Regions from separate parts of the Mus musculus genome. Here region 1 is linked to region 2. The links are chromatin contacts, called in public Micro-C maps. All regions are on one chromosome and are shown on one strand. Each heading gives the region's core, a stretch centred on a gene start, on an enhancer-like site or on the middle of the called end of the contact. The rest is flanking DNA. Distances are from core to core; before and after follow the strand shown.

Evidence for each region. Hi-C and Micro-C count contacts between places; a contact is called where the count stands out from the background.
Region 1: a contact with region 2 is called in a Micro-C map of embryonic stem cells, with 2.8 times the contacts expected there. The contact joins the promoter of Slc9a2 here to the promoter of Il1rl2 in region 2. A contact is called at or near these places in 3 of 484 Hi-C or Micro-C datasets (all in embryonic stem cells) and 1 of 115 datasets of contacts at active chromatin or transcription factors (embryonic stem cells).

The regions. Positions count from the first base shown.
Region 1 is chr1:40,678,331-40,684,003 of GRCm38.p6, forward strand. Slc9a2 (solute carrier family 9 (sodium/hydrogen exchanger), member 2) reads left to right here and starts at 3,382. Exons shown (of 12, transcript NM_001033289.2): 1 at 3,382-3,835. The coding sequence starts at 3,544.
Region 2 is chr1:40,323,125-40,328,445 of GRCm38.p6, forward strand. Il1rl2 (interleukin 1 receptor-like 2) reads left to right here and starts at 1,465. Exons shown (of 11, transcript NM_001356478.1): 1 at 1,465-1,625; 2 at 3,365-3,434; 3 at 4,248-4,482. The coding sequence starts at 3,371.

The DNA.
Region 1 (5,673 bases), core at 2,132-4,631, 360 kb after region 2:
AAGCCATACTTGTATTGCTCCGGCACGTGTGTGGCAATCTCATGTTCCTCACCCTGTGCTTGGAATCAAGAGTAAGTTGCATCAAGCAGGTCAACCACTTGTCAACACTTTTATGAGAGCCGCGTAGTGCGGGAAAATACAGTGATCAGTCTCTGAGAAGTTACAGGAGATATAGCTAAGGGCGTTAAAGCAGTGTAAGTGTGAGGTAAGATGTCTTGAAGTCAGTTACCTTTGAGTTCAGTCCTCAAAAAAGACTCAGCAAAATGTGAGGTGCTACTCCTTTGTACCAGTAACAGAATGAGCAAAGGCCCTGAAGGAGGAGCAGTGAGACCGTTCATAGAAGATGGGAGTTAGAGAAGGGGAGTGGGAGGAAGAAACCCAGGTCACTGGGAAAATCACTGGAAGATCATGGTCTTTTTAAATGGTACTGGAAAAGCCACTAACACGTTTTAAGTTAGTCCAGACAATATCTAACTGTTGCTTTCAGTCATTCTGTGGGTACAGCTGAAAGCAGAGGTCTCAGGGGCTGAGCTCCTCCATAGGACCCTTTGGGGAAATGGCCAAGCCAATGGTAACAGCGGTGCCACCCTAACTTTCCTCACTGTGTCAAACACCATACCAAGGAAAAGGATAAAGGATTAAAGATTTGTTTTAGCCTTCAGTGAAGAGCATTCAGTCCAGGGTTAGTTGATGCCATTGCTTTGTGGTCTGTGGCAAAGCAACAGGACACATGACAGAGAAAGCTACATAACTCAGGTGACCAGGAAGTGACAGAGAGATGTCCCAGCACCCCAAAATGCTCTTCAAGGTTTTGCCCTCAATGACCTAACTTCTTACCCTTAGGGCTCACCTCCTAAGGGTCCACAGCCATGTAACACCACTCCTCTTAGTGACCAGCTTTTAGTGTATGTAACACTGAGACAGATTTAAGATGTAAGCATAACAGGATACATGTAATTCTTTCTTTCTTTGCTTTGGGTAAAAGATGAAAGTGTGTGTGTGTGTGTGTGTGTGTGTGTGTGTGTGTGTGTGCGCGCGCGTGTGTGGTACATGGCTGAAGTTCATAGGACAGGCTCAGGTATTTGTTGGTCCTCGCCCTGTCCCTTGTTTGAAAGGGGTCTATTATTGTTCACTTCTCTCTGGCTTGGGAGCACCTGGGATTCTCCTGCCTCAGGTCTTTCTCCAGAGGAATACTGGGCTCACAATGTGTGATACCACCACATGGATTCTGGGATTCAAACTCAAGTCTACATGCTGGCTCTTCATGGGCTGAGCCATTCCCCAGCCCCAGCAGGTTGCTCTTTATCTCCTCTTTATCACCCACAAGACTGAATAAAAAGATTTTCCCAAGTTTTACAAAAACCGATTAGTCTTTGCAGTAGCAGAGATTTACAAAGGACAGTGACTCCAGCATCTGTGACCTGTGTAGATACTCTAGACAGTGAGGTGGAATGTCATTTATCCTACGATGCACAGTCGTTCTCAACATTCTCACGCCTAGGAATAACTGTCTGACTGCGTGCTTGCCCTCCTGTGATGTCACAACATCTAAGAATAACTGTCTGACTGTGTGCTGCTTACTCTCCGCAGAACTTCATCCTATTAAGAGTTATGCTCTTAAACGACCCCTAAAATATTCTTCATTGTTCTATTTGATAAATAATCTAAAATTGGTAGTGTGGGGTGGAACCAGCTTTAGCAAGGTCAGGCCTGGGTGTGGATACCTTCTAGAACTTTAATCTAGAAGGGTGTTCGTGTGTGTGCAGTGCTTCACCTGTAAAACAGATACAGTTTTTCCCTCCCAACTTCGGTATTTGTGATAACCAAAAATTCAAGTGAAAGTGCTTTCCCAGCGCCTCTTCTGGAGAGAAAGGCAATTCGAGAAAGAAAACACTTAGTTAACAAGTCCTTTCTTAGAAAAGAGATGGGAGAATCAGTCGTTGATATGCAAATGCCCAGCAGGGAGGAAAAGGGTTAGGCTCTGCCTGTTTCAGTAAATCTTTACAAGGAAACAGAATCTTCACAGGCAGTTCCACTTCAAAGCTGGAAAACTGATACATTCTGTGCCGATTCTGTATCAACCCTGAGACCCATTCTACTTCGGGCTAGAATGGTCCCTGCCTTTCCCAGACTCAAAGGTTCCTTGCTTGCCTCTATTCAGATGGCCTCCGACGACTGACATCTCACAGATTCTGTTAGACCTTTCTGTGTCAGACTGAGGGGTGTATAAACAAGAGCCGGAACCCTGTGGGAAAGATAAGAATTTTTATTTTATACGTTTAGGGGAAACCGTGTGGGTTAACTGGGAGGCAGATGGTTTGGTTTCGGTTCCTTTCAGTTTCTCACCGTGAGGACACCGGGACAGTGGGATCGCAGGCAGGGCACCTGGCAATGCCCCTGCGGAAGGTCGGGCTCGGGAGAAGGGCCAGTTGGCGCTGGGAGAATCCCGCTTTTCCAAACCGCAGTCCATCCTGTAATTAGCCGAACAAGTCCGTCTAAGCTAGGCAAATCACTGGTTTTCCACGAAATAGTTATGTTTCTGATGCCCTCAGACAGATTCACCTCGAAGCCTAAAAACAGAGACTTTTTCGTCCCCAAAGCTGGGGGAGGGAAGAAAAGTGGAGTGCACACTGTTACAAGGAGTGGAAAAGCGGAAAGACAAGGGTTCTGGGAGAGCGTGGGAGCGCTGAGTTCTCAACCGGGAGTTTCGGTGCGCAGAGAACAGGCTGTGTTCAAGGTGCTTTGCTCTTCCTTCTCATCTTTCCGAGGCCCCGAGAGGCTCCCCTCGGTGAGTCGGTCTCTGCAGACCCAGCAGTGGCGAAGGCTCCCCAGTTCCTCCGCGCCCGGCGTCGCCTCCCTGCCTGAGCCCGCGGCGCCTCCTCGCGTGCCAGCGCCCCGGGGTGTCTCCTTGCAGGAGCCTGCGGGGGGAGGGGGCAGGGCGCGACGCGTGGGTCGCGTCGGTCCCAGCCCTGATGGACGGCCGACGCTGCCTCCGGGGCGGGGACAGCTCAGGCCACCGTGCGCACCGAGCACCTAGTGCACCCACAGCTCCCGGGCTCCCAAGAACAGCGGCTCTTGGTCCGCGGGCGGGCTAGAGAGCGGCGCGACCTTCGCCCCCGCGTCGACTGTGGGTTGCGGCAGGTGCGCGTCGCACCGGGTCTCCGCGTCCTCCCGCCCCGCCACCGGGGCGCCGCGCCCGCCCCGCCCCGCCCCCGTCCCCGTCCCCGCCCGCCCTCGGGCCGCCCCGGGCAGGGCCTGTAGCTGCCAGGCATGGGAGGGCGGCCGGCGGCGGAGGGCGGCTGAGCAAGGCTGAGCGCGGCCGAGGGACCGCGCAGTGGCCTCCTGTCGCTGCGCGCTCCCCTCCGGGCCCTGCGAGGTTCACACCCACCGAACTGGTTGGCGACAGGGCCCCGACCCCGTGGAGGCGGTGGTGTGGTACTCTCGCAGTCCCGTTGAGTTAGTAGTGCTGTCCCTCCCGCGATGCTCTGAGGGAACCCAGATCCTACACCAGCGTCCTCTGCTGCGCTCATAGCTGCCGACCCCATGGGCCCCCGGGGCACCGCGCACAGCGTGCGGGCGCCACTGTCTTGGCTGCTGCTGCTGCTGCTGTCTCTGCAGGTGGCAGTGCCGGCGGGCGCGCTGGCCGAGACCCTGCTGGACGCACCCAGGGCCAGGGGTGCCAGCTCCAACCCGCCAAGTCCTGCCAGTGTGGTGGCCCCGGGAACGACGCCGTTCGAGGAAAGTCGGTTGCCCGTGTTCACCCTGGATTACCCCCACGTGCAAATCCCTTTCGAGATCACTTTGTGGATCCTACTGGCCTCCTTGGCCAAGATTGGTAAGGAACTGTACCCGTGGGTGGGGGCGGGGACGATCAGACTGGGGATCCTGGTGGGTGACTCGCCAAGTAGGCAAGTAGTTGGTCTCAGATAGTGGCCAGCTCCTCCTGCACCAAGGCAGCCTTGGACGGACAGATTAGCTCCTGTGGTTGAAAGATCTCCTGTTCTTAATCCGACGCTGGCCTTGGAAAGCCGGGAAAGACTGGCCCATAGCATAGAGACCCACTGTGAACTTCTGCTTTGAGCGTCAAGTTTGACAGGTCTGTGCCAAAGTTGAGGGAGACTTGCTTGCTAACTGAGGCAGGGCTTAGCTAGATTGTATATCATCTACAAGTAGAGAGGAGAGTGGAAGTGGGCAAGATCTTGGATGGGAGAGGGTGCGTTGGCAGAACACAGACCCTCCTCATGTCCCTGTCTGATGAGGTGCTTAAATTGGGACTGTGGACACCTAAATGCTTGCCACTACAACACCAGTGCCCTGTTCTTTCTCTCTGGGCTCTCTGGGCTCCTTCCTCTCTAGAAAGCCTTTTCTTCTTTAGAGGTAACTGGAGCCAGGGAGACCAGCTATTAACAAATAATTAACCCATCCCCAAGCTCAGCCCGTTTTCTCATCTGTTAACCTGATCACTCCATCATAACGCCCGCTCACCATTTTACTCTGTATGCAGTATTAAAGCACATTCGCTATCGCTGTACTGTTCAAAATGTATGAGGTCAGAAGAACGCGGTGTTTTCTATGCTTTTGCATTCACCTTGTGGGATGCAGCTTTCCATACATCTCAGCCTTTCTTAGGGAACCTTTCTGATGATCAGGGTGAGGCATCGATGGTTACAACACAGGAAATACTCCTCGGCAAACACAATATGGCTGGGGATAGATGCAGGGGTCACATCCTGGCCTGACTTATACAGACTGTTTTCAAGGATGACTAAAGTCTGGTCAGTGTGAGCTGTTCACCGGAAACAGCATTCTAGAGAGAAACAAAAAGTGTGACTGGAAAGGGGTGGGTCTAAGCAGGTGGCAGGGATGGTTTGTAAGAGTGTAGAACTTGCAAGCTAAGCCTGGCATTGACTTCCGAGGTTAGATTAAATCTATTAGCCTGTGATGGTGGTAAGCAAAGGTGTCCTACACTACATAATGACTCTGCAGTCTGGAATTGCTGGCTCTGGCATGACCAACTAGCTGCGCGTGCTTTAATTCCATCTGAGCAATGGTATAAGAGACATGGACTTCCCTATCAAGCAAACAGCCACATAAGCTCATGGTCTCTAATAATAGCCCGAGATGCTCTCTCTTTACATCATCCCCCACAGCATCCCTGCCCTGTAGGGATGTGCAGCTGTGAATACTCTCACCTCAGAGAGGTGGAAACCAAAACTGGAAAGTCCATACTATGACCCACAAAGTCGGACCCACCAAATGCACACAGGTAGCTTGCCTCTGGTTCCCTGCCTGTGCCTGAGTCGGAGCCCAGGAGGGCTGCATTTGTGACCTTTCCCATTACTGCTTTTCTGCTCTGACACCCTCTTCTGTTCTTTACCCCTGATTATTTTAATCAGATTAATTACACTAATAACAGCCGCTAGTGGGCACTTAAGTTCATTATCCCTCATTTTCACAGCCTTCATCCTGGGTAGATATGATGGCCCTGTTTTGGGGAGGAGGAAGCTGAGACATGAGGTAGCTTTGCTGGTGGGTGGAGAGACCCAGTTCTAGGCCGAGGAAGGCCTGATGCCTCATCTTTGGTCCTCTCTGAAAGAGTATTCTGGAATAAGGATTAGAGGAGAGTGGGTTTGTCCATTAATCCTGGTTGTCAAGGCAGGCGTGCTGCTGGTG
Region 2 (5,321 bases), core at 215-2,714:
TGTCTCAGGGGAACACAGCAGCCATGAGCTCAGTAGCACACACCGACTTGCCCTGCCTTTGTGTATTATTAGATCTACTCTTTCCCCATGCAACTCCCCCGCCCCCATGCCTTCACCCTGCCATTCCTCTTCAGCTCTATGTGCACCTGGTTTGAAAACCTGTGCTGTTCCCTTAGTGCTTTGCGCTTTAGGCTGTCTTTAGTGGTAAGGGTACCAATTCCGGGGTGAGGAGGAATTAGTGTGAGATTATATTTTTCCTGATTTAAACATTGTAATATCTTTTAATTTTGCCTATAATAATGGCAGCCATTGTATTGTCGTTCCCAGGCCCCATGTGATCTAGCCACACCTACTTCCATACTTCAGTTTACCCAGCTCTCCCCTCTGCTGTGTGGCAATCACTCTCCCTTCATTTCAGTTTTTTTTTTTGGAGTGTCCCAAACTCGGTCCTTCAGAGACTTTGTACTGACGGTTCATTCTGTAGGGATGTAAATGGCTGTTGCAGAAGATCAGACTTTGGTCCCCAGAACCCATATCAGGTAACTCACAAACACCTGTAATTCCAGCTCCAAGGGAGCCGACACCCTCTTCTGGACCCTATGGTCACCTGCAGTCACATGCACATAGCCAGTGCAGATGCACACACATAATTAAACATAGTAAAAATAAAACGTAAAAAGTAGAAAGAGAGAGCTCTTGCCCCAGACATCTACCTGTTGGGCTCCAGGCCACTGCTCAGGAGAAAGGCTGTGCCTTATCATATTCTTTCCACCTGTCTCCTAACTGTATTTCATATCTTATGTGCTTCCTAATAGTTGAATATCTCTTTTAAAAAAATGTTATTTACCAGAAAATCATGGTGGCAAGCTGTTGAAGGGCTCATGTCTCTAAGCTGTCTTCCCAACACTCAGTGTGCCATCGGACACATTCGGATGCCTTTAATATTTGGCAAGAACATGGGGCATCAGAATCCTTCTCTAGAGAATGGTGTCATGGAATAATCAGTCAGAGGTTTGCCAACGCAGACGAGGGCACACCTACCTAATGATCCAGGAGCTTCTCTCAGACGTGTAAGAGACATTGCCAGGATTGTCGCGGCAACATTATGTATAATAATTAGCAAAACGTAAAAAAAATGGGACAACCAAAATGGCTAAGGGAGAGAGACACGTCGGTTGCTCATGCTCACAGGATGGGGCAAGCCTTTATTGAGAAGGACCACACCTCAAATGTTTAAATCCCGCAAGTATAATGCTTTTATTAAAAAGTAAGTTATGTAAGTGCACAGTATAGTAAATTTTATACAGTGACTAGGAAATCTTATGTAAGAATATCTTACATTGCTTAAGGAATTTCCTGCTTCTCCCTCTCTGCTCTCCACCCCCACACACCACTCAGACACACACAAAGGGAGGGGGAGGGGAGAGAATAAGCACCAAGCTGAAGACTGGGAGTTTGGGTTTGGGCGGACAGAGACCGGAAGCTGGGAGATGATGGCTTCTGATGTTTGTTGCTTACGCGACACAGCTTGTTTGGAATTATGTGGCCCTTGACAACTGCGTGGCACACACTTCAAGATACAAAAGTGAGAAGAAGAGGGGGGTCACCAGAGGAGACTGAAGTCAGTAAGTTTCTACCAAAGCTGGGTTTCTTCTGGCCACTCCAAACAAAGCTGAAATTGTCCTTCAGACCTCTGTGAGTACAGTCTCAGTTCCTTCCGTAGTTCTCTGGGAGGTTCTGCGTGCACACACGTGATAGTTTTGTGTTTTTATTTTTAAAACTTCAATCAGTTTTGTCTTAATTTTATATATTACTGGGGTTTGGTGCGCACTAATTGAACCCAGCTTCTTTTCACCGGCTTCATCCACCCACCCCTGTAATCTCTCTTCTACATCTTAGCTTCCTGTTTGTTTAATTTCCGTATAGGTAGGACGTTTCTTCTGTTTCTCATTCCGCTTAACGTCGTGGTTTTTGTTTTTGTTTTCCCTGAAAACTCACTATCCCCATATCTGTTCTGTATCCAGAACTAATGATTGATTCCTCATGCATCAGCAGACTTACTCAACACAGAGATCATCCCAGAATTGTAAGGCAGAGTGCTTCTGCCAAGGGACAGTACTCGGACAGACACGTGTACATCTTAACTTTGTGAACCTGGGACAGCTAGTCAGACTGACGCTGTGGTTGTTTTCAAAGTCTTACAGTTTCTAATCCACAAAGACTCCGAGGGATGCCCACTAAGAAGCTGTTGGTCTGACAGCGTTTGCCGCCACTGCTCTTCTCAGTGCCTAGTGGGGTCTCCAGTGTCTCTGGCGCAGGAAGACAGGTCCGAGCAAGCATTACTTTATGGCAAGTTTAGACTGACTGTATCGGTGCTCAACCTGTCGGGAGTCTGCTTTACCTAAGATCTGGCACGAGGACGGGGCTGGGGTGGGGTTAATGCCTTTTCTCAGAAGCGCTTCCACCTCTGGAATAGTCCATTTTAGGACAGTGCTGGGTGTGTAAGAACCGCTCAGATAGTGTTTGGAAAGGATATAATAATTTTTAGCGATGATCTGGAGCATATTTAAGCCGACATTCCTGATAGATGAACGTGCTGGCCTGGGATCAGGAAAAAAAGACTGAACGATTTTCGAAGGACGGATTATTTCTGTCCTGCTCCACTTGGGGAAGGTGAGTCTGTTCCGCCCGCGGCGGAGAAGCGATGCCCAAGGTGCAGAGTGCGGTGACCAACCAGGATTCGGTCCCCAGAGTGGTTCCCGCTCTGCTCCACGAGACCCAGCGCTCTGAGACCCCATAGGCAGGTGGAGCAAGCCCGGGGCAGCCGGAGCGGAGGGAGTTAGCGATCAATAGTCACTGGGGCGGCTAGAAGACTCCGACCTGGAAAGTGGGCCGGGACTTGGGTCAAACTCTGGGATTCCTGCTCTCCCTTGCCCTTTCCAGGTGGGCCAGCACTTACCGCTCAGCCAGCGAGCACATAGGGTTACAGGGGAGCCCCTCCGACCCATGCGATCCCAGATGCACGCTGGGCGGGTCCACAGTCTGCTCTGGCTGGGGTTCAGTCTCCTGGCCCTGGCTTGATCCAAGTGCCAGCACATCTGGCCCTGTCTCCCAACTCCCCACCAGTCCCCTTCACAGGCCAGTCGGCGTTTACTGGCTTCTGAAGGTCTGGTGTAATGGAGATGGGGAAAGGCTGGCCTTGGAACGGAGGGAGGCCAAGTGGAGGGCTCCCCATGCAGAGGGGAAGGAAGGCCAGTGACCTGAACTGGGACTGACATTCTGGATTCTCTAAAATTGTGTGCGGGAAGGTACCAGCCTCACTGCATCCCTTACTTCTACCATTGTCCTCTCTTTTCCTTTGTAGCCTGAGATGGGGGTTACATCTTTGCTCTTCTGTGGGGTGTTTTTCCTGCTTCTGCTTTTCGTGGCAGCAGGTAAGTTCTGCGGGTCTGTGAGTCCTTGTATCCCAGAGACCTGTTGCCTTGCCAGCAGCATCCTTTGTCATTCATCTCCGTGCCCCTGACTCACCCACTTGCAGGGGCATCAACTAAGCCCCAACCTTGCTAGTCACTCTTTCCACCAGATAATCTGGCAGGCCGGTCAAAAAGGGAGCGGGGAGGGAGGGATAGGAAAAGTTCATTCCCAACTTCTTGGAGGCTCAACCCCCAAATGTCACCTTGGAACTTTGGACTAACAGGTGATACAGAGAAGTCCTCAAACACTCGAGTGGACTCAGTTCCAATGCTTAAACAGATGGGCTACTAGTGTCATCTATTTCATATAAAGGGCTATTTTATGGTCCAAAACTACCAGAGAGTACAAGTTTCTAAGAAAACCCAACTTGGTAGAAATGGGCTTTAAAGGGAAGCTGTCTTTAGAACCAAGCACTGTGGAACGAGGATACATCTGACTGCAAGTATAGGCAGGAAAACGACCAGGTTGGTTCTATGTTGAGACAGAGACTAAGGGCAGAAGAGTGAACAGATACAGACACAGGGGCCGTGGTTCTGTGGAGGGTCCTGGGGAAGCCTTGTCCTCACTATACATTTGAAGGTCTTAGCATTATGCTTCTAAATGACTGGGCTAGTTTGGGGAAACACCCCAAATAAACAAACTCCTAAATGCAATTTCACATTGACCAGAGCAAAATATTCCCTAAAAAGAATAATGACTCCAGTTTTCTGCCTTTATTTTATTTTATTTTATTTTATTTTATTTTATTTTATTGTTTTCCTTTCCTTCCCCAGATACGTGTGAGGACATTTTTATGCACAATGTGATAATTTCAGAGGGCCAGCCTTTTCCTTTCAACTGCACATACCCGCCAGAAACAAACGGGGCAGTAAATCTGACATGGTACAAAACACCTAGCAAAAGCCCAGTATCTAACAACAGACACCTTAGAGTTCACCAGGACCAGACCTGGATCTTGTTTCTTCCATTGACACTGGAGGACTCCGGTATCTATCAGTGTGTTATAAGGTAAGTCCTTCATTTAAAGTGGAACTAATTCCCAAGTCTCCCTCTCCATTTCTAAAGACAACTTTTTAAGAAAATGGGTATTATTGGCCTTTATTTTGGAGACTTGTTATATAGCCTAGACAAGTTTCCAACTGCTTTCTAAAGTACTGAAAGGACAGGTGTGAACCACCACAACCAGCCGCTACACACCACAACCAGCTGCTACACAAATGCAGGGCAGCCTTGAACTGGCAGGAGATGACGTCCAGTGAGCACTTTTGAAAGCAGAACAGCTTTAGAAATAACTTTTGGAGCACAGATTGCACCATCTTCTTCATTGAAGTTTTAGCCCAGACCAGCTTACAGAGAGAGGTGTTTTATCAATGAGATTGCTGCCATTTCCGAAGATGGCTAATGGTTTTGGAAAACTGGCTGATCCAGACCCAACTAGATCATTCAAACACATCTGATAAGGAATCAGCTTAAGGCAGACATTTGAAAGCTAGCAAATCTGGGAGATGTTCTAGTGTCTACATGAATCCATGTGCCAGAGGTAATGTTTTTGAGTGGCAGTGGACTACTGAACTATTTCCATGGAAGACAATTTTGCTTGGAGAGTACTAGAGTCTGCTAGAAAATACGTGCCCCACCAAAGGCACTTCTTCCTGTCCCCAGTCTGTCTCTGTCTGTCTGTCTGTCTGTCTCTTTCCCTGTCTCTGTCTTGCTCTGCTTGTCTCTCCCTAGTTCTCTCCCTTCCCTTCTCTTTTCCTTTTCAGTTTGTAAAGATTTTCAAGAGTTCAATAAAACCCACCTGTAAAACTCATTTGGCCTGAGAATTAAAATTCTCTGACTTTCCACAT